6 separate regions of the Mus musculus genome follow, and all the other regions are linked to region 1. The links are chromatin contacts, called in public Hi-C, HiCAR-type and promoter capture Hi-C maps. All regions are on one chromosome and are shown on one strand. The core of a region is the stretch at or near the end of the contact, and the rest is flanking DNA. Distances in the headings are between cores, read along the strand shown. Region 1 holds the start of Kdelr1 (KDEL (Lys-Asp-Glu-Leu) endoplasmic reticulum protein retention receptor 1). Region 2 holds the start of Clec11a (C-type lectin domain family 11, member a). Region 3 holds the start of Fam71e1 (family with sequence similarity 71, member E1). Region 4 holds the start of Mybpc2 (myosin binding protein C, fast-type). Region 5 holds the start of Vrk3 (vaccinia related kinase 3). Region 6 holds the start of Ptov1 (prostate tumor over expressed gene 1).

Region 1 (3,409 bases), core at 563-3,062:
CCCCCTCACGCTTCCCTAGGGACCCCTCTTCCCATTAGGTCTGAGGGAGGGGGCCAGCCCTTACCCCATTTCAAAGTCTCTGATTTCCTCATGGGACCGAGGGGCTGCGACGAAATGGGAGGAAGCAGAGGTAGATGGACAAGGACACCACCTGGTACAGACAGTTTGAGACCTAGAGAGAGGGCTGGGGTCACTGTCACTTGCCCCTTCCCTCTTCTGCACTTCAGCACCCGCCATACTAAGACCCAGCCTGTGAATTTTATGGCTGCAAAGACAGGATGCATGCTGTCTCTCTTGGAGCCAGGAATCTAGACTCCAAGTCCCTTATCCCTTGGACCCAGTTGTCCAGATGCCAGCCCACCTCCCTCATACCCAAGGGACTAGACCCTAGTTCTTTCCCTCTAGACGGATGGGGCTGGATCCCAGTTCTCCTACCTCAGACTGTAGCCCTCCCCTTAAACCTATGGGGCTAGGCTCCCAGTCCCCTCCTCCCTCAGACCTAGATGTCCATACTCGACCCTCTTCTTTCAGGCCTAGGTGGCCAGACTCTGGCACCATTTTCTGTGACCTAGGGGTTAGATCCCAGCCATCCTCCCTCCAAACCAGGGGTCCAGAATCCCTGGATTCCAAGTTGTGGATCTTCTATTTCAGATTTGGGGTCCAATGCCTGGCCCTGTTCTCTCAGAAGCAGGAATTTAGATAACAGCCCTCCTTTCGAAGACCACAGATTCTCCCTTAGTCCTTCTCGATCATACCTGGGGGCCAGGTCTTGAGCAAGTTCCTCACTGAGGGACCACTTGATGAGTGAGGGACTAGTCTCTCACAGCTCTGAGTACACAATTCCCTGGAGGAAAACTGCTTCCTTTGTCACAGACACAGTAATCCTAAACTATAACCCTACTTTTGAGGTTCTGAGGTCCCATAAAGTCACCTGTCCATCTTGCCTCTGGTAGGACAGTCCTTAGTATCTAACATTGGGAGGAGTGTGCTTCAGGATTCCCGGGTCCCTGAGAATGGAAGTTGGAGGTGGAGAAAGAGAGGTGGAGGAGGGGAAGAGAGAGGGAGAATATGAATGTGTAGAGGCGCTGGGACCTAGGCCTGTAGCAGTCGATTGGAGCCCTGCTTCTCGTGCCCTAAGACCTGGGAAGACTCGGGTCATGACAGTTTCTGAAAGAGCCAGGACCTGGCATTTTGGGTCTTAGAAGGAGGATGGAGTTATGGGTGTAGATTCCCAGGTCAGAATGTTGAGCAATAAAGTAATTGTTGGGGATAGGATTGTAGAGGCGGTAGGCTCAGTCAGGATCCCCGAGTGTGTGGCAGTGGGGCCTGGGTTTTCTAACTGAATTGGGACTAGAGATCACAGACAAAGCTAGAAGTCTACCCTCTTAATCTCCAGGATTCTTGTTGTTGTTACTATTAGTATTAATAATTTGTGCAGGAATAGACTGTCACTGTGGAGCCCTAGGCCTGGAACTGGGGGGTCCCTCTGCTTCATCCTCCCAGTACTAAGATTACAGGCTACACCATCACCCAACACAGCACTAGGATCTTTAGATTCAGAACTCAAACTTCAGGATTCCTGTTTAAGGGCAGAGGTTAGACGAACTCTCTACAGTTCCTTACTAAAGAGAAGGCACCTGGGAATGTGGGACCCTAAAGACCCTTCCATCAGTTAGTAGGCTTATTCGATACGACTCTGCAAAGCAGGTTGCAGGCGCCAGAGGGCGCCAGACAGTCAACCCGCCCTTGGGGTGGCGCTACAGCTCAGACTCCTCCCTTCCCACCTCGGCCCTCCTCCCTTTTCTCCCAGCCAGCTTTACCACCAGCTCCGGCCTCGGCTCACCTTCCAGAGCCCCTTCCCCGGAGCTGAGCTACCGAAGGGCTTCTCTCCCGCCCTCAACCCAGCAGCACCGCAGCTCCGGGGCAGCCCGGCCGGCCAGCCTCCCCCCCCACCCAGCTCAGCCCTGCCCGAGTCCCCCAGTCATGAACCTCTTCCGATTCCTGGGAGACCTCTCCCACCTCCTAGCTATCATCTTGTTACTGCTCAAAATCTGGAAGTCCCGATCGTGTGCGGGTGAGAGGCCCCCCCGCGGAGAGGGGGCGGGAGCGGGCCGCTCTGGGGCACCGGGAAGGCTGGAGCTCGGCAGGTCAGAGTCCTCCCGGACTGCCTGCTGGGGATCACTTTTCTAGTTCTAGGGTCACCAGGGGGTCAGCTCCTTTCCCTAGACTAAGGGGTACACATAGTTTGGTGGGGGTGGCTTCGGGCGTTCAGTTCAACCTTCTGCAGCACCCTTTGGGACAGCTCTGGGTGTTCCGGGGCTGGGAACCAGGAGCCATGGCAGGCGGGGAGGTGGCTGGGAGTTGGTGACGTGGACTGTGGAAGGCCAGGAAGGGAGCGGGAGGAAGGTGACCGACTGGGAGGCTGAAGTCAGGCAGGGCTCTCCCTAGGTCCCAGTGTAGGTCTAGACTGTCAGGAGGACCTGAGGGAGACAGAAGGACCGGCGAGGCCTAGCCTGGGATAGAGCCTCGGTCTCTAGTATTTTTGGAGCCGGCTGCCCCCTGCCTGTGGATGGTGGAAAAAGGGCCGAGCTCAGGCTTAAAGGCCTTGGGGAATCGCTGTGGTCTAGAGCTCCAGCCGGCTGGCCCAGGCGCTGCATGTTAGTTTATTATTGCCCCAAGTAGCCCACCTCCAGCTCCCTCCACCCTGCCCTTCGTTCTCTGTCTCAACCAGGCATTTCAGGGAAGAGCCAAGTCCTGTTTGCTGTGGTGTTCACTGCCCGATATCTGGACCTGTTCACCAACTACATTTCACTCTACAACACCTGCATGAAGGTAGAGTTGCAGTCAGCCCCCTGTGGCAGGGTTCCAGGCCAGGGATCAGGGAGGAGTCACCAAAGAGGCTTGGGCCTAGACATATGGTCTGAGGGAGGTGGCTGGGGAACATGATTTCTCTCTCCCTCACCGTGACCTGAGGCCCTACCTGTGAGCTGAGATGCCCTGTTACCCTCTTATCAGGTGGTCTACATAGCTTGTTCCTTTACCACGGTGTGGATGATCTACAGCAAGTTCAAAGCTACTTATGATGGCAACCACGACACTTTCCGGGTGGAGTTCCTCGTCGTTCCTACTGCTATTTTGGCTTTCCTGGTCAACCATGACTTCACCCCTCTGGAGGTAGGTTTCTGCTGGGCCTGTGTGGTGGTTGGGTAGAGGCAGAGTATCTGACAGGAGGCCCTGTCAGGTGTCTTCCTCTACACAGCTTGCTAAGGCCTAAGTTCGTCGGTGGCAGACACTGTGAACATAATCACAACCCAGCATCCCATTTGCTGCTCTGAGCAGTTAATGTACCTGGCGTCTAGAGTGGCACCCCTTAAGTCGTCTGAATGTCCAAGGGCACCTAGTCCAGCAA
Region 2 (3,409 bases), core at 327-2,826, 1.6 Mb before region 1:
ACAAACCCTTCAGGGGTGGAAAACCATCAGGAGGAGCCAAAGCGCTGAGGACAGAGGAGGCGTGGATAGTAGGAGGGATTAGAACTTCTGTGACCAGTGAGGCCTGGCCAGGCTGTCAGGGGCAGGGCCAATGCTTTGGAGGGTTGAAAAGGGTGGGGCCAAGGGGAGCCTCGTTAGAGCAGTAGTGTGTTAGTGAAGTGGAGCCAGGGCCTTCGGGGGCGTGGCCAGGGTGTAGGCGGTTCCAGACTATGGGTGGGGCTTTCAGGGTGTGGCACAGGTTGGAGCAAGAAAAGTCTCACCCACCTCACAATCCATCTCTAGATGTGCCAGCACCTCCCAGTTCTATGTGGACCCTCTGGTATCCTGATACCCGTTTTCTCCAGGTCTTCAGACCTCCATGGGTCTCCTCCTCCCACCTAGGCCCTCTTTGTGCTGCTGAGACTCACCCTCCAAGCGGCCGTGCTCCTGCTCAGCACGGTCCTGGACCTCCTTCAGGGCTTGCACTGAGTCGCGGGTGTCACTCGCAGCATCCCGCAGCTGCCGCAGCCCCTGGGTCAGCTCAACCACACGGGTGTCCAAAACGTGCAGACGGACGTGCAATTGGTGTAGGCCTGCATCGAGGCTGGCCAAGCGGCCCACTGTGAAAAGACAGAAGGCACAACTAGAGGCACAATTAAGGGCTCTAAGGACATGGAGGGCACGGCCCTCAGACTCCCAAAAGCGGATTGGATGAGGCGATCTGTGGGATGTGTGACCATGTCTATGAAGTTCAGTGGGTTAAACTCTTGACAGGCAGACACATCTGGGGACCTTGGGCCCCTTTGATGTGTCTGGCCTCCGAGTTGGGTCAGTGCTTGACAGACAGGCCACCCTGGCTTCTGAATACTCACAGATGTAAGTGACAGTGTCCTCTGGTGTGGGAGAAGGGCTGGGGAAAGGGTTGGGACTAGAAGAAGGTGCTGTGGTGATTTCCTCTTCCTCTTCTTCCCCTTGAGTCTCTGTGGTCTCCCAGACCTCTTTGTCTTCAGGGTTTTCAGCAAGATTATCCTCATTTCCCACCCCAGTGGGCAGCCCTAGGGCCTCCTGGAGATTCTGGGTCAGAGAATGCATGTCAGTTTCCTTCCCGCCTACCCTCTCAGCTCTTTTCTGAACCCATTGTTCCATCTAAACCCCCTTACTTTTCTTTACCCATCTGAACACTTCATCTCAAGCCCACAGTGCCCCTCCAACACTCACCTTCAACATCTGTGACTCCCGCTCTCTCTCCTCCTCCAGGGCACCTCCCCAGCCTCCCTCCCACTCCCTCCCAGGACCTCGGGCTCCATGACCAAAACTCAAAAGCTGAGGGACCACTAGGGCCCCCAAGAGCCAGGCTGCCTGCATCCAGCTGGGCTTCCCAGCACCCAAATAGTAGAGAGGTCAGAATGCCAGGGGTAGGACTGCTGTATAGACCTAGCAAGTGTCCCAGTCTGGTGGGCAGCTCACAAGCCCCTTGGACCTTCTTTCTGCCAGGCTTTCTCTTCTGCCTTCCCTCCTGATCTGCTCTGTCTCAACTTTTGATCTCCTCAGCTTCTCTTGGTGAGTCTCCCCGCCCCTATTGGCTTCCAGGAGGCTCTGCCTCTGTGGCCGGAAACCTCCAACGTTCCAAAGCCTGATCCCGCCTTGGGTCTACCCACACCCACCCCTTGCCACTTTCCAGACCTCTGCTTCTGCCCTCTTTCCTCCCTTTTGCAAGTACAAGCACTTATATGGATAAAAGGAAGATGGGGAAAGTTTTCCAGGGCATCCTTGGTACTGGTAGGCCTCAGCCTTGGTCCAGGAGTCTTCTCAGAACAAAGCAGGCTATGATAGGATGCCAGCTTTGGACTGTTCACTTCTCTCTGTCTTGGCCATTCCTGAGGAGGGGGCACACTGCAGAGAGTATGCTAAGGTTGCTATTATCCTGTGGTCACCGCTGACCACACAGCCTAATGAAGGGGACTCTTCTAACATTCTCAGGCTCCGGGGCTCTCCCATCCTCTACCCAGATGGCCTGTCCTGGCCCTACCAGCCCTTGTATGTGGTGCCTGCTTGTGGGGATATGTGTGAACAGCATGCATGTGTGCTGCTTAAAAGGTGTAACTACAAGATTCTCCTGCAGGCCAGGCCCTGAGCAGGTTGATGCTGGGGTGGGAGGGGTGGTAGTGAGCCCAGTGGTTCCCCCATCAAGGGAGGAGAAGGGTTGACAGTCAGAGCAGGTATCTCCAGTATGTATACTAACCAAGCACTGGCCGTGAGTAGAGAACCCTCTGCAAGCTGCCTTATCCCAGCCTAGACCACTGCAGTGGCCTCCCCTTACTCTCCCTCCTTCTACAGAGCCCCTCCAATCTGGGCTGCTTGCCTGCCGCAGCCAGAGCAATCCTTCCAAACCATAAATCAGATCACATTACTCCCCACGCCCCTGCCTCCTCACCTTCCCATCAGAAGCAGGAGAGAAGCCAAACCGCGGTCTCCTCGGTCCTCAGTGCAGCCTGCAGGGCTGGGGCCTGGGAGAGAACCGTTTTTTCTGCAGTCTCACCTCATCTCCCCTCACCCTCCATCACCACTCTGTCCTTCCTAGCCTTTTCCTCCTTCTGCAAACTCTTCCCTCAGCTCTTTCTCATTACTGAAGCCTCAGCTCTGCCCACCATGTGAGATGCTTTCTCAAAATGCCCCCTTTTCTTCTAGGTATGGTCCAACCAGTATGGGCTTGTTTATTTACATCTGTCTCTTGCAGACCAAGGCATAGATTTTGGGGCTACTTCTGTATCCCCAAATCAAAGCAGGACTTCCTAGCACCTAGTTGGTACTCAGTTAAACTGATGAATAAGACCAATGTTACAGCAGCTTGGTAAAAGGCCTTAAAAATCAGACTTTTGTGTTTAGGTTGCACCGGAGTTCTCAAGGTGTCTGCCTGAGTGCAGGCGCTGAGGGCAGTGGAAGGTTCCAATGCCAGGAGAGTAGATGGCCATGCCTTACCCACACCATGCCAGGCTCATGAGTCCTGCAGAGCTTTAGTCCCGCAGGTCCTGCCAATTCATGAGCCAAAGATCTAGGGGCCCAGGGTTTGCAAGGAAAAAGCAAAGAAGCTCAGAGAGGAGACATGGCAGCCGTATGGAGGTCACAGGTGTGGCATCATGTACCAAGGCTGCTGGCTCCAAGCAGGTACCTCACATCTGCCCTCAGCTGCTGTGAGTCCCATGAGGGGCCTTGTAAAGGAACACACCAGTTTTCAAGAAAGCCTAGTACGCAGAGGGCAGAGTGACCTTGGGCAGCCAACTGATTCTCGGAGCCTCTCGGATGCTCATCTGTAGCACGGAGGTCTCTCTTCGGAAGCTGGAGACCTCCATATAATGCAGAGGGGCTTTGTAAACTGCAGAATGCCTCATAG
Region 3 (3,409 bases), core at 350-2,849, 1.4 Mb before region 1:
CCAGGACTGCCTCTCATGACACAGTCCATTTCCATAGCCCAAAGAAAACTCTAAAAGCTTGTTATTCTCATGTCCAATGCCCGGGTCGTTATCTTTTTGTTGGTTTTTTTGGTTTTGAGAGTCTCAGTGCACAGCCCGAGCTAACCTCTGATTCACAATTCTTCTGCCTCCACCTCTTCGTGCTGCTACTACAGGTAAATACCACCTTGCTCTGCCCCCCACCCCAGGTCATTCAGGTTTTCATTCACGAGTTCACTTCCTTTGCACATGCTAATACTCTGACCATTCACATTGGCAAGAAGCCCACTTCTCTCTGGCACATCCTAGATCCACACTTTCTTTCCCACGGTTCTGAAGCAGAGTCCCACTAAATCACTCCCTGATCCAGACCGGAGATGATCCTCCTGCCTACGTCTGCTGAGCGCTTGGGGTTACACATGAGCACCACCACCATCAGCTTAATTTCTTTGTAATTTTTCTTTTTTTAATTTTGTGTATGGATATCTGCTGCATGTACCTATGTGCCCTGTGTGCATGCCTGGTACCTGGTGTGCCAGAAGAGAATGTGCAATCCCCAAAAACTGAAGTTAGCAGACAGTCGTGAGCCTCTAGGTAGGTGCCAGAAAGCAAACCCAGGTACTCCAGAAAAGCAGTCAGTTCTCTTGGCCCTCATTTCTCCAGCACCCTATTTTTGGGGTTTTTTTGAAACAGGACCTTAGGTAGCCCAAGGTGACCTTGCACCCCACACCCAGGCCTAAGCCTTAGATGTCTTAATTTCAAGCTTCTCCTAGCCAGGCATCCTACAGCACTCTGGCTCCTGAAGGACCTGACTTCTTCGTGCATATTCAGAAACATGATTCCAACCCTAGCACTAGAGCACTGCTTCCTTGCCATATCTTTATTAATTACTTATTGAGTCAGGGTCTCACTGTGTAGCCCTGGTTGGCCTAGAACTCCCTTTGTCCTAGGCTGGCCTCGAACTCAGAAATTCACCTGTCTCTGCCTCCCGAATAGGGGTATTGAAAGCGTGCACCATCACACCCCCATTTTTGTATTTTTGAGACAATCTCAAGCAATCCAAGCTAGCCTCAAACTCCTTGATCCTCCAGCCTCAGCCTCCCAAGCACGGAGATGAGAGGCTAGCTACCACTACTCCACGCAGCTCAGGTTCCGAGCAAACCACATCCTCTCATGAATATTCATGATGGGGTCCATCTAGCGCCCACAGGAGGCCGCCCCGCCCCGGCCACTAGCACTCACCCCACGCGCGGAGGCCCCGACCCGGCAGCCGCTGCCTCGGGCTCTGCTAGGAGCCGCGGCTACCATCAGCAAGAGCACTAGCAGCCGGGTCACCCCGGCACCCGCGGCCACCATACGGGAGCGTTGAGAAAAACCGAGAGCCATACAGCCCGCTAGGAAACACAGGGTTCATCCTGAGGCTCACGCGCCTGCGCCGCACGCCGCGCCTGCGCACTAGCGCCCGTCCGCCTGCTCCCGCAGTCAGGGCGGCCATTTCTCCATCCGGGTCTCTAGGGCTCACGTTCCCGGTGACACCACCTGGGAGAGAAGTGACGTCGTTGACGTCACGGAACGCCGGGCACCCTATTGTAAAGTCACAAGCTCTAGGCCCCACCCTTTATCTGTCTGTCCCAGGCTTCACTCGGCGTTCCTCCCCAGGGCCGGGGCGTGGCGATGAAGGGCGGTCGAGATCTTAAGGCCGCTCGGGGCGGAGCAGGTGAGACCAGTTCTGAGGGGATGGAAGGTGACAAAAGGACTTCTGCCTGGAGGGGTTGGCCCTAGAGAGGGAGCCGGGGAAGGTATGGGACCAGCAATGCGGAGGCCGCTGCCCCGCATGCGCCCTCGGTCAGAGTTCATGTACCTGGCATCCTGGGATGGATGCTCGCGCTTCGCCCCTGCAGACCGCCCCCTGGCTCCAGCCTACGCCCCGTGCCGCCCTGGGCGCCTCCAACGCCACCTCCTGAGCGGCGAGTTCGACCAGCTGCGCGACTTTCCCATCTTTGAAAGCAACTTCGTGCAGGTGTGGAGCCCCGGACCTCCGACCCGTTGATGTACGGATCTCCCCCATCATTTGTCGTTCTTTCCAAGTGATCCACATCACCTCTGAGCCCGCTGGGCTTTTTGTGTCTTCAGAAGCCTTTGTCTCAGTTTCCTTGACTGTACACATATGGTTCTTGTCCTTTAATCCTAAAATCTTTGGCCCACAAGCCTTTTTTTTTTTTTTTTTTTCCTTTTTAGAGGTAATATGGCTGGTACTCTGGGCTTCACTCGTTATTCAGCAGGAGCTCTACCCCTTAGTCACACCCTAGCCCTGCACCGGGGGATTCTAGGCATGTGTGCTTATATTCTGAGCCACATTCCCAATCCCTAACCTACTGTTCATCTCCCCTAGTTCATGACCTTTCACTCTGTCAAGATCCCCAAGACCCAATCAGATTCCTGTTGAGTTCTGTTCTCCATCTATCGATCCTCTTAACCTTTGGCCCCAGGTGACCCGGTTTGGAGAAGTCGCCAACAAGGTCACCATGGGGGTGGCAGCCTCTAGTCCTGCCCTGGAGCTGCCAGACCTGCTGCTGCTGGCCGGCCCTGACAAGGAGAATGGACACCTGCAGCTCCTCGGGTGACTGCCCCTCTAAGTCCCAACTTCCTCCAACCTCCCTGCCGCCATTTTGCCACCCAGGGACCAAGATCACCACCAAACCTCTTCACTAAGAAAAATGGCAGGGCACTTCACAGAGGTCAGAAGTCAGGCGAGATGAGGGAGGACAGCCCTCAGTGGCATCACAGGGTCAGGATGGTGGCTGTTTACACAGTGCTTTCTGCTTTCCAGGTACTCTGTCCCAGAGAGATAAAGTAAAGCTCAAAGACTGGGCCCACGGCCCAGGGTCCCACAGTCCACTGTCCACTCTGCCCCTCTTCCTGAAAACTTGTGAAAATCAATACCACCAAGTACAAACCTCACATAGAACAGAACACCCCTTCCCCCAGCCTAGGCCTTGCCCTGCCTCAGCTGCATGCAGGAAACGTGTACACGCTTACAGGACATGTACATACTGTGGTATTTTTGGAGACCTGAATCCTTTCTCATCCTATCTCAGTTCACGAAAGACAGGGAGAAAATAGAAAAAAGCCAAGCCTAATAGTACAGGCCTGTCATCCCAAGACTTGAGCAGCTGAAACAGGATTGCAGGTTCAAGGCCAAATTGAGCTTTGAAAGTGGCAACCTGGACAACTTAGTGAGGCCCTGTCTTAAAAAAGTAAAAAGGGGCTCTGAGTGTGTGTGTGTGTGTGTGTGTGTGTGTGTGAGAGAGAGAGAGAGAGAGAGAGAGAGAGAGAGACCTGGTCAGTAGAGTATCTGTAGGGCAAGCATGAGGATCCGAGTTTGACTCCC
Region 4 (3,409 bases), core at 345-2,844, 1.3 Mb before region 1:
AAGTTGATCCCAACCCTGAGTATGGAGTCAGGTTCCCCCTCCCCTTGTAGCCTCACCCCAGGCTCTGGCCATCAGCCTGACCTTTCAGGTTTGGGGTATAATTAGCCCTTCCCTTGGGCTGGAAACTAGACACTGGTGCTGACCACAGCAGTCTCCCTTGTGGTGCGGGTCACTGATCCATGGGTCAGTCTGTGCAAGGGAGCTGGTCTCTACCTCAGCCAGACTGGGCTGACCCCAGGGGAACAGCCACCTAGGGGTAGGTGACACCAGGGCTTGTGTGCAGTGCCCACTTCCACAAAAGGAGAAAGCCCTAACCAGCATATAGACTATCCCTGCCCCCTAAGGACCTAATGCCTCCCGTGCCTAACTGCACATGAAGAGAGACGGGGGTGCTGGGACATGGCCAGTATTTGCCAAGCAGGTAGGAGGCTCTGGATTCCTTCCCCAGCACAGCAGGAAAAAGAGGGCCCCACCCATGGAAGAGAGACACACGATTCCTTCACAGAAGTCCAATGCGCACACCAAAGGGGTTCTCATATTTACACAGAAGAGTATCGTTCCATGCACATGGAGTCCTGTTGTGTCCATAGAAGCACCCTATGATCCTAATCTTCACTCAGTGAGGAGACTCAACTACCTCGAGGGTGCTCGCCCACCTGGAGAGGACCCTGTCCCCAAGCTGAGCCCCAGCAATGCACAAGCAAGATCCTGTCAGCCTCAAGAAAAAGAGACACCCACATAGAAAAAAAAAATTATATTGCCAGGCCATGGTGGTGCACGCCTTTAATCCCAGCACATGGGAGGCAGAGGCAGGTGGATCTCTTGTGAGTTTGAGACCAAGCTGGTCTACAGTGCTAGTTCTAGGACAGCCAAAGCCAGGGATACACCAGAGAAACCCTGTCTTGAAAAACCAAAAAGAAAAAGGGGATGGGGAGAAAAAAGAAAGGAAAGGAAAGAAGAAAAGGAGACACACACACACACACACACACACACCCCCAGCAGGGTGTAGTAGCCCATGCCTGCCGTCCAGTCTTGGTAGACTGAGGCAGTATGATTTTAGGACTTCCCAGCCAGCCTTAGCTCCGGAGTGAGTTTGGGGCCAGCCTAGGCTGCAGACTTTGAGGACAGCCTGGAGGGCTTGGGGGCAGGGGTGGGGTGAGAGAGCAAAGAGAGAAGGGGAGAGAGAAAGAAAACCGAGGCCAATTTATAATTGCACAACTGAGATTTCTACCCAAGATGGGTCTCCCAGTCCCCGAAGAGGAAGGGGACTCCTGACCCTACACAGACAATAGACCTCATGGTCCTGCATTAGGAAGGGACCCATCTGTGCACACAGAAAGGGTCCCTCTTCCCCAAGCAGGAAAGGAACCTACACTCTACCTAGATGTAGGAACAGGCAAAGGACCCCCTCCTCCCATAGTAGAAATCCCCTTGTGTGCACCCTACCCTCCACCCCATCCCCACCCCCACCCCCAAGAAGGTTTCGGGCCAGCCACCTGGTTTAGCCTCAGGCATGTCGGCGACCTTCTCCTGCTCCCAGGACTTGGGACCGCAGTGGCTCTAACCAGGCCCTAGCAGGGACAGGTGGGTCTCCAGGAGGAGCCCTTTATGGAGTCTCGAGACTCCCAGGAGGCAGCGCAGGGCCGCCCCGCATTCCTCTTGCATGCTCTAAAGGGCGAGAAATAGCGAGCAGGCAGGAGTGGAGGGATGCCAAGGCCCTAGTGGGGATGGGATGTGGTGCTTAGACACCTGAGTCTGTGGAGGTGCAAAGGTGAAGACTGCGTGACCGCAGAAAGAGGGGAACTGGAACCCCAGAGTCTGGGGGCACAGGGGTCCAGATTCTTAGGTCCTGGATGAAGTGGGGGGGAGAAGGAGGAACGAGAAGTGGCCAGAGCACAAGATGGGGAGAGGGGGGAAGCAGAGAGGGCACTTGTGTGGGGGCAAAGAACGAGGAGGAAAAGAGAAAAGGAAAAAAGGGAGGGAAATCCTGGGTCTTGGGAACGGGCGTGGGGGGCTGGGAGTCTCAGGTGCACGGGGCAAGCGGGGCGGGTTCTGGAAGCCTTTCTTAGCCCCAGTCAGGAGTTTTCTAGAAACCAGAGACGGGAAGGATAGTCCGATTTCCCCCGCGTAGGCAGGACGGGTGCCGGCCTCAGGGAAGAGTTCTCGGTGTCCCTCCCGCCCTATTCTGATCCGGGTCCCAATGGGAGCGGCCTGGCCGGCTGCCCGTCACCGGCCAAGTGCAGAGAGGCCGGGAAGGCCCTGGAGAGCTGCCCAGGCCCGGCTCCTTCCCAGCACCAGAGGGGAGGAGCGGGTAAGGAGGAGGAGAGGGACACTTGGGGAACCACAGGTGTGGCTGGCCCAGAAGGGTGTCAGAGGAAGGAACCAGGGTATCGAAGACAAGCTGTCCTCCCCCCCCCCTTTTACTCTTTGTGTCCCTCCCTCCTTTCTACTTTCAAAAAAAAGATCCCCTAACAGCCGGAAGCTTCCTGGCTTCTGGGGGCACAAAGTCCTGTCACACCATTGGTTGCAGTGCAAAAACTTCCACCTCGCTCCCTAGGGAGCAGGCAAGTTGCACAGCAACCCATTGTAGTAACACACCCCTGTAACCCGGAATTCCAGAGACTGAGCTGAGACAGGGCCATTGGAGTGACTTCAAGACCAGCCTGAACTACAACGTAAGGAAGAGCCTATCTTCAAGACAAAAAAACAAAAACCGAACAGTCAGATGTCTGGAATGGAGGGGTGAGCAGAAAAGCAAGGTGGGAAACAATGGTTTCCTCATTCAAGCCCTAGCCTGGCCCACCACCTTCCTTTCTCCCTCCCCCTCCCTCCCCCTCCCTCCCTATGACTGCCACAGTCTCAGAAGAGTTCATGTGGAGGTGCAGGGGACAGTTCCTAATAAAGGGTCCCAAGACGGCTTAATTTTGATGTACACTTTATTTATTATGCATGTATAGTGGTGATGAGAAATAATTTTATTTAGTACAGTTTAGCCTTGACCACATGGACATCTGGATCTTCCATGACCCTGTTCCCCCTCCCGGCCACCCACAGAGGTGAGTTCCGGTGTGTCACAGGCTCATTGGGGAGGCTCATGGGGTTGCAAAGAGTTTTAAGGGCCTCTTCATCGTCTGTTTCTCAGAGAGACGGAAGCCTGAGTGCCCCCCTCCCCTCACTCAGGCTTCAAAGCTCTGGGTTCTGATTCTGCTGTGGATGCCCAAGACAAACCCACAGTTTGAGCCTACTTGGCCTGTAGCACTTGAACGGAAAAGACTGGGCCTGAACAGGCGGGTGTGAGGAAGTCACTGGTGTGAGACAGACAGGCACTGAGCAGGGTCCTGGGCAGACACCTGGACAGAGGCCGGCCCCAGAAAAGCTGGCCAGAAGTCACCAGTTGTCCAAAGATTCA
Region 5 (3,409 bases), core at 595-3,094, 1.1 Mb before region 1:
CTCTTACCCCAAAGACCTAATTTTTTTTCTCCCAAACGTACTTAACTTTATTCTCTACCTCCTGTGTGTGTGTGTGTGTGTTTCAGCATCTTGCCAAATCCAAGCGTTTACTCAAAATCTACACATAAGACAGCTCCAGAGAAACAACCCATAGATGCTCCAATTTTCTCTTACAGCCACAGATACTTCTACTGGACCTGCTCCTTCTGATCTATCCACAGTTGGTTCCACAGACCCTGAGCAGCAAGGACACAGCCAATTCTCCTAAGACTTCACCAACATCCCCACCCCCATCTTCTTAGGTTTCCCAGAGACACACTGCCCCAATAACAACAGAAAGTTAGCTAAAGATCATGATGACCCTATTTTTTGCTTCACCGTTGCCTCTTTCTAATTTTTCCTTTTTTAAAATTAAACCAAAACAAAGGAATGTTAGCATTTCTTCTACACTCCACTCCACAGTTACCTGGCAAAAGCCAGGTATGCCTGACTCACTATAAAAGGGGCTGCTTGCCCCTCAGTCCCCACACTCTCTTCCTTCTCTGTCCCTTCTTGCCCTATTCCCCTCTCTCTACACGTGTTCATGGCCGGCCTCTACTCCCTCTCCCTACCTTTCTCTGTCTCTACTACCTCTCAACTCCCCTCCCCATGCCCTAAATAAACTCTATTCTACACTATACCCACTGTGGTTGGTACCTCAAGGGGAAGGGATGCCTCAGCATGGGCCCGCAGAGGCACCCCCTTCCCCAGCACCATACCTCGCCCTACCAAACATATCCCTGGCTTCCCTGGCTTTTTAAATAGAACATAACAGTATATATTTGAGATGCTCAAATAATAGATACAAATAATCTTTCCTTTTAAATTTGTTTATGACTGCTTCAAAGTGCTATGTGTGTACACCTAAGTGCCTTTAGAAGCCCAAGAGGGGGTTTGATACCCCGAAACTGAAGCAATAGATGTCTCTGGGCCATTATTGTAGGTATTGGTCGCGAGAGGAAACCCCCGCTTAAGAGCCGGGCCTACGCCCGGCTGTGAGCACTCAAGGGTTCAGCATTCTGTCAGGGCCTCCCACCCCGGCCACAGAGGACTAAGGCCATGGGCGCCTGGGCTTAGTCTCCGTACCTCGGCATGGCTCCGTGTCTCCGTACCTCAGCATGGCTGGCAACCCAAAGAACATATGCTTTCCAGGATCCCAAGAAAACCCAACTCCTCATGAGGAGGGCTCCCTCAGAGTACAGGGGGAAATTCCTCCGAGGAAGTTCCGGTTCCAGAAACTTCTCCTCAAATTTATCCCACCCAGGTAACTCCGCGCCAAATTCCAGGACCCACCACCTGTGGTCTCCACCCACTGAGCCCTCTAGGAAGTAGAGAGGAAACAGATTCATGGCTAAGTGACACCAAGGTTGGATGGCCCACTACCCTGTTATAGGACTACTTTCACCTTCTACACCCCGAAAATTCCATTTGGAGGTGACAGCGGGTTGCCATAGATACAGTTTGAAGGCAAAACTGAGATTACAGAGAGAGCACAGAAGCAAGGAGAGTTTAAAAATGACAACAGGACCTTTGATTGGTGGCTGTCACGTATTTCATCAAGATTGACGTCAGACATGCGCAGTAGAAGGAAAAGCCCGCCCCAGAGAAGGCCGAATAACGGTGAGCAATTAGGGGGATGGACTAATCAGGCGTGTCGCTCAGGCTTCTGGGAAATGGAGTTTCCAGCAGGGCACAGCTTGTCCGGATGCCCTGTATTAGAGGAAATAGGCCGCGTCTGCTCGCTGCTGTCGCACGGCCGGTGGGGGATGCGCGCGCAGCCCCTCCTTCACCCTCCCTCCCCGGAAGTTTCTGCGGGGCAACTGTAAAGGTGAGTCCAAGTTTCTGCTCCGGATCGGAGTGAGAGTCCGGGCCGTGAGAAACCCCGGCGCCCACGGCTTTTTCACAAGTACAGTGATGAGGAGCCGCTCGCCCGGCAGCCTGTGACGTCACTGCCTGAGGAAGGCGGAGGCCGACCAAGGCTGGGGTTCGGGGGCGGGAGTGGGGGGAGCACCCACTTCCTCTGTTTTGCTGGGAAGGTGTTGGGCGGAGCCTGTGAGGAATGTCAGACACTCCGCCTCCGCCTCCACGGGTACCTCGTCACTGGTTTCTTTGGGATTGTGGGGCCCGGTCCAGTCTCTGCTACTTAGGGAAGTGTTAGTCCCACACCTGTGGAATTTAGCCTTTGGTACTCTGCTGTGCTGCGTTCCTGCAACAGGAGCATAGATGGTAGCAAGCTGATGGTCATACGTAGGATAAATGAACTAAACAAATGGGTGCATAATAAAAGCCGACTTGAGTATCAGTAGTCGGAACTGAATGTGCAGCCTTAGACAGGAGACCTCAACACTCAAGATCCGAGCACTTACTGTATGCAAGGATCTGTGCAACAGACACTTATTGTATTATATACCCGAACTGCCACCTCCCCTAGGAGTAGCTCTAAACTCAGCAATGTTCTAGCACTTGGGAGGCTGAGTCAGGAGGATTTTTGAGAATAGTGAATTCCAGGACAGCCCAGGATGGACTACATAGTAATGGGCACCTCAGTTTAATTAAAGCTGGATGTACGCTTGGGTAAGTTTCAAATGCTGGGGGATCAAAAGTTCAAGGTCGGCCTAAGCTACATGAAACACTGTCTTTAAAAAAAGAATCCAGCCCTGCCTAAGGACTGGAGAGTTGGTTCAATATTTGAGTGCTTACTGTCTTCCGGAGGACTCAAGTTGGTTCCCAGTTCATGACTGCCTGTAACCCTAGTTCTAGGGAATTAGGGATTGGCCTTCACACGGGTTCATATGCACATAACTGTAGTGAAAATTCTGGAATTTTCATTTCTTTAAAAAAAACACAGAAATATAAGAATATGTTTTTGTTTCAATCCCAGGAGTGGGGCTATGGGGCTGCTTCTCCGCAGCTGACTAAGCTTTGCCTCCTGCTCCAGCAGCTCATGATTTTGCCAGCTGCACATAGTTTCTACAACTGTGTGACGTTTGGAATTCTGGGAACTTCTCAGAGAGTCTGTAAATACTAGGGCCTCAACTGGGTACCGTGAGAGTTGTTTGGTGGGGGTGGGGGATGGGGGGGGTATTGCAGTTTGTTAGTAGTTGTGCTCAAAGAAGAAATTAGATTCAGAGTTCTTGATCTCTCTCCCTCTGTCCTTCTTTCTCTCCTACCTAGGGATAGGGGGTGAAATGGGAAGGGGAGAATAAAGGCAGGAAAAAGAACTCACAAAGTAGCAAAGACCTTTTACACATACCCACATGCAAACACACACATACTCAAAATTAAAGATCATAAAGATGGATGTTTTTAAATTCTGCACAACTAGTTTACATTCTAACGTTGGTTGAGGTGCCAGACAGAAATTGCAGTC
Region 6 (3,409 bases), core at 421-2,920, 1.0 Mb before region 1:
GACACACTCCAGGCCAGAGACCCTTCTGATTGTCACCAACGCATCTCTGCTCTCTGCTAAAGCTCGTGAGTCCTTTATACCCGGTGTGATGACAAACCAGAAAGTTCTCCCGGTGACTTAAGTAGCAGAAGAGCCTAGGTCTTCACTGCTGAGGGGCCTTCCTGATGGTTCTGCAGACCCAAGCCCTCAGGATTACAGCAAATCCGCACACTGGCTGCCTGGGCTGGGTGTGCAGTGAGACACTACAAGTGTCAGCATGTACACCACCACACAGTCGGTGAAAATCAGGCAAACACACTTAGGAACCTAAACAAAATCCAAAACTATTCAAGTGCGGGGTGAGGGATAACCATTAAGAGGCTTGTGTGTTTGCCTGCACCCAAAAACACCTGTATGCCCACAACAGCAGGGAAACAAACTAGGAACATGAAGCCCACTAAGCGCCAAGTTCGTGTTTACGCATGCCTGATTTGCTGTTTGCGCACTGCATGGCCAGAGCCAAGTCACATTTGTAGAAAAGGGACACATATGAGGACCCCAGGAAGGGCTCCCAACACCAAGAGAAAACTTCAAGCCTAGGCTGTACTACAGCGAGGGGTGTGTCTGCGTTCCTCAGGTGATCCAGGCGACAGACCCGCCTCAGCTCCTCGGAGAACAACGTCGTCAGAAGTCTGAAGTGGTCAGTACCACGCCAGGGAATAGCTTACCGCTGGCCAAGCATGCGCAGGTGTGGCCACGAGTCCACCATCACAATGGGGGCAATTTTGTTGCCCCAAGAAAATCTCAATGTTTCTAGAAAGTGCGCGCACGTTTACTGAGTGGACAAAAAGGTGACAACCCCACGAACTTACAGAGCTGAATATTTACCTTAAGCTTTATCTTAAGGCTTAAGGTCTGGGCTAGCTGCGGGGCGGGCGGGTATGCAAATAGAGGGACTGTCCACAATCGCCATCTGGCCCCGGGGGACAACGCCCCCGCGAGCAACAGCTGGGCGCGCGTGTAAGCGCCGGGCTCCTCCACCGGCCGCTTCGCGCATTTCCAGACCCGGAGGCCGAGGACCAACTTTGCAATTGGAAAAACAAGCGTGCACCCCAGGCGCCCCCCGCGCGCGTGTGCAGCCGGCCGCGCAGTCAGCAGTAATTCGAACCCGCCCCGCCTCCGTACCCCGCCCCCCGCCCAGCCCGCCGCGCAACAAAGGGGAGCGCCCAGAGCCGATCAAGGACTGATCCCGGACCCCTGGGTGCGCCCTCCCGCGGGAGGCCCGTGGGCGCTGCGGACAAAGGCGCCCGCCAGGGGAGGGGTGGCGGGGCGGGGCGTGCGTGGAAGGCTCTGGAAACAGGCCGTGGGACTCACCATGGGAGGGGCCGAACGAGCCCGGATCCGCGGTGGCTGCGGGCCTCGAGGACCGCCAGGCCAGGAACGTGAGCGCACGGCGCGGACGACCAGGGGCCGCGGTGGCCGGCCACGACCTCCGAGGGGGCCCCCGGCGCCGGAGCGGTGCGGGGCACGGCGCGGGCGGACCATGGCGGGTGGGAGGCCGTGGGCCTCACGGGGGGCTGCGGGTCCGCCGACCGACAGGCGCGGGCGCGCGGCTTCGGGGAGAAGCGGAGCGGGACCGCGGCGGGGGACGCGCCGCTGAGGGGTCGCCGCGGCCGAACCACTGCAGCGAACAGGGGAGCCCGGCGCCAACCAACGCGAAGCTGGGGGGAGATGCGGGGGGGGTGGGCTGGCGCCTACCAACGTGGAAGAAGAGGGAGAGCCGGGACCAACGCCGGGGAGAGGAGGAGCCGGCGCTAACCAACAGACTATGGAGCTGGGGAGCCAGCGCTGACAAACAGGGATGGAGGACTGTAAGGGGGTGTGGCTGGAGCAAACCAAGAAGGTCAGGGAGGGAGGGTTTCAGACTTGGAAATGACAAGAGAGAAACTGTGCTACAAGAGTTCGAGCTGGTGAGACAATACCAAGTCCTCACTGCTGGAGGGACAGAAGGCGGTAGACAGGATAATGGGTGGCGCGACGGAACCTACCACCAGACTGAGGGGTAGATGTAGGAACCAGGCGTTCTTGCCTCTTGGAGGCGGTGACGTGGCAAGGTGGCTAAAAGACTACAACTTCCAGCGGGTCTCTCGCAGCCTGGGCGTGACCAGCATAGCTGCTGGCCCATTTGTCCAGGGTCTGCCCACTGTTGCTTGGGCCTTCTAGCAGTTGCCTTACCCAGATCACGTTCTTGATCTGAAAGGACTGTGCAGTGGCATTTCTTGCTTCCGTTTGTTTTTAACCTGTGATACTATCCAGCCTTAGATTATCTGCGCTCGATGTAAGTGGCGTTGTGTTTACGCAGTGTTAGCTTATGCACCCAGGCTGACCTCGAACTCCTAAGCCTTCTGTCTTCACCTTTAATTGGGTGTGCACTACTACACGTGGCTGTTAAACTATATATAGGGTGCTGAGGTTTGAATTTATAGCCTCTTGCATGCGAGAAGTTCCCTCCTGCCTTCTTTTAAACTAGAAAACCTATTTGGACTATACTTTGTTCTTCCTTGCTGATTCATACACTACTTTAACCAAATTATATCAGGCCCCTGACAGCACACCCAAGCTATGATGCCTGTCACCTGGAGCAAATGTCCTGGCAGTAGGCTGGCTTTTTAAAAATCTCGTGTTTTATAATTGATTTAAAAAGCTAAACTGGAAGGTGAGCAGCAAGAGAGGTCACCTGGTCCTTGTCTGCCACCAAGCCTGACAACCTGGGTTCAATTTCCCTAAACCCTATGGTGGGAGGAGCAAAGAGACCCTTACAAAGTGCTCCCTGAGCCCCACACAAGTCCTGTGTCACATGTGCACATAATTCAGAGTCTGCTTGCACTTCAAAGTGAGCTCAAAACCTGATTGGGCAACTGACTTAATACGACAGCCTTGTCTCATAATTAATAAACAATAATAATAGAGATTGAGTAGTGACACTAGGCATTAATTAAAAGGTACGGGAAGCCGGGCGTGATGGCACACGCCTTTAATCCCAGCACTCGGGAGGCAGAGACAGGCGGATTTCTGAGTTTGAAGCCAGCCTGGTCTACAGAGTGAGTTCCAGGACAGCCAGGGCTACACAGAGAAACCCTGTCTCGAAAAACCAACCAACCAAAAAAAAAAAAAAAAAAAAAGGTAAGGGAAAAGGGTCACACCAACTTCATGAGATTGAAGCCAGCCTGGTCTACATAAAAGTCTCCATAGCAACAACAGTAAGGAATCCAGGCAGAGCCCAAAGCCCACTAGTGGAGCAGGTTGGCTGCAAATGAAGTTGATGGCAGCAGTGGCAACAACTGATTTTGAAGCTGAGCCCAAAGGGTTTTGCAGGGCGACAGAGATAAAGGGTGAAGAACAAAGCCAGGACTTCACAACTGTCAAGGGC

The links. Promoter capture Hi-C pulls out the DNA fragments that hold promoters and counts their contacts. A called contact is a pair of places that touch in the nucleus more often than the background predicts. HiCAR-type assays count read pairs that join an accessible place to other places. Capture Hi-C pulls out chosen DNA fragments and counts their contacts.
Region 2: a Hi-C map of B cells shows a contact between it and region 1, with 6 read pairs. The contact joins the promoter of Clec11a here to the promoter of Kdelr1 in region 1. A contact is called at or near these places in 2 of 39 promoter capture datasets (both in liver), 1 of 484 Hi-C or Micro-C datasets (B cells) and 1 of 115 datasets of contacts at active chromatin or transcription factors (astrocytes).
Region 3: a promoter capture Hi-C map of liver shows a contact between it and region 1, with 3 times the contacts expected there. The contact joins the promoter of Fam71e1 here to the promoter of Kdelr1 in region 1. A contact is called at or near these places in 2 of 39 promoter capture datasets (cranial neural crest and liver) and 1 of 9 other capture datasets (liver).
Region 4: a contact with region 1 is called in a promoter capture Hi-C map of liver, with 5 times the contacts expected there. The contact joins the promoter of Mybpc2 here to the promoter of Kdelr1 in region 1. A contact is called at or near these places in 1 of 39 promoter capture datasets (liver) and 1 of 9 other capture datasets (adipose tissue).
Region 5: a contact with region 1 is called in a promoter capture Hi-C map of adipose tissue, with 4 times the contacts expected there. The contact joins the promoter of Vrk3 here to the promoter of Kdelr1 in region 1. A contact is called at or near these places in 3 of 39 promoter capture datasets (cranial neural crest, liver and neutrophils), 2 of 115 datasets of contacts at active chromatin or transcription factors (astrocytes and microglia) and 3 of 9 other capture datasets (adipose tissue, liver and pancreatic islet).
Region 6: a contact with region 1 is called in a HiCAR-type map of astrocytes, with 4 times the contacts expected there. The contact joins the promoter of Ptov1 here to the promoter of Kdelr1 in region 1. A contact is called at or near these places in 1 of 115 datasets of contacts at active chromatin or transcription factors (astrocytes) and 2 of 9 other capture datasets (liver and pancreatic islet).

The regions. Positions count from the first base shown.
Region 1 is chr7:45,871,028-45,874,436 of GRCm38.p6, forward strand. Kdelr1 (KDEL (Lys-Asp-Glu-Leu) endoplasmic reticulum protein retention receptor 1) reads left to right here and starts at 1,813. Exons shown (of 5, transcript NM_133950.2): 1 at 1,813-2,074; 2 at 2,732-2,832; 3 at 3,016-3,174. The coding sequence starts at 1,984. It also overlaps a transcript of Grin2d not described here.
Region 2 is chr7:44,305,383-44,308,791 of GRCm38.p6, forward strand. Clec11a (C-type lectin domain family 11, member a) reads right to left here and starts at 1,577. Exons shown (of 4, transcript NM_009131.3): 1 at 1,237-1,577; 2 at 891-1,092; 3 at 447-638. The coding sequence starts at 1,383.
Region 3 is chr7:44,494,996-44,498,404 of GRCm38.p6, forward strand. Fam71e1 (family with sequence similarity 71, member E1) reads left to right here and starts at 1,600. Exons shown (of 5, transcript NM_028169.2): 1 at 1,600-1,735; 2 at 1,920-2,038; 3 at 2,508-2,638. The coding sequence starts at 1,693. It overlaps Emc10 (ER membrane protein complex subunit 10), which reads right to left and starts at 1,423. Exons shown (of 7, transcript NM_197991.3): 1 at 1,261-1,423. The coding sequence starts at 1,374.
Region 4 is chr7:44,523,075-44,526,483 of GRCm38.p6, forward strand. Mybpc2 (myosin binding protein C, fast-type) reads right to left here and starts at 1,595. Exons shown (of 28, transcript NM_146189.3): 1 at 1,497-1,595. The coding sequence starts at 1,515. Spib (Spi-B transcription factor (Spi-1/PU.1 related)) reads right to left here. Exons shown (of 6, transcript NM_019866.1): 6 at 2,921-3,409.
Region 5 is chr7:44,746,785-44,750,193 of GRCm38.p6, forward strand. Vrk3 (vaccinia related kinase 3) reads left to right here and starts at 1,845. Exons shown (of 15, transcript NM_133945.1): 1 at 1,845-1,867. It overlaps Zfp473 (zinc finger protein 473), which reads right to left and starts at 1,565. Exons shown (of 5, transcript NM_001289836.1): 1 at 1,126-1,565.
Region 6 is chr7:44,867,998-44,871,406 of GRCm38.p6, forward strand. It overlaps Ptov1 (prostate tumor over expressed gene 1), which reads right to left and starts at 1,671. Exons shown (of 12, transcript NM_133949.2): 1 at 1,354-1,671. The coding sequence starts at 1,524.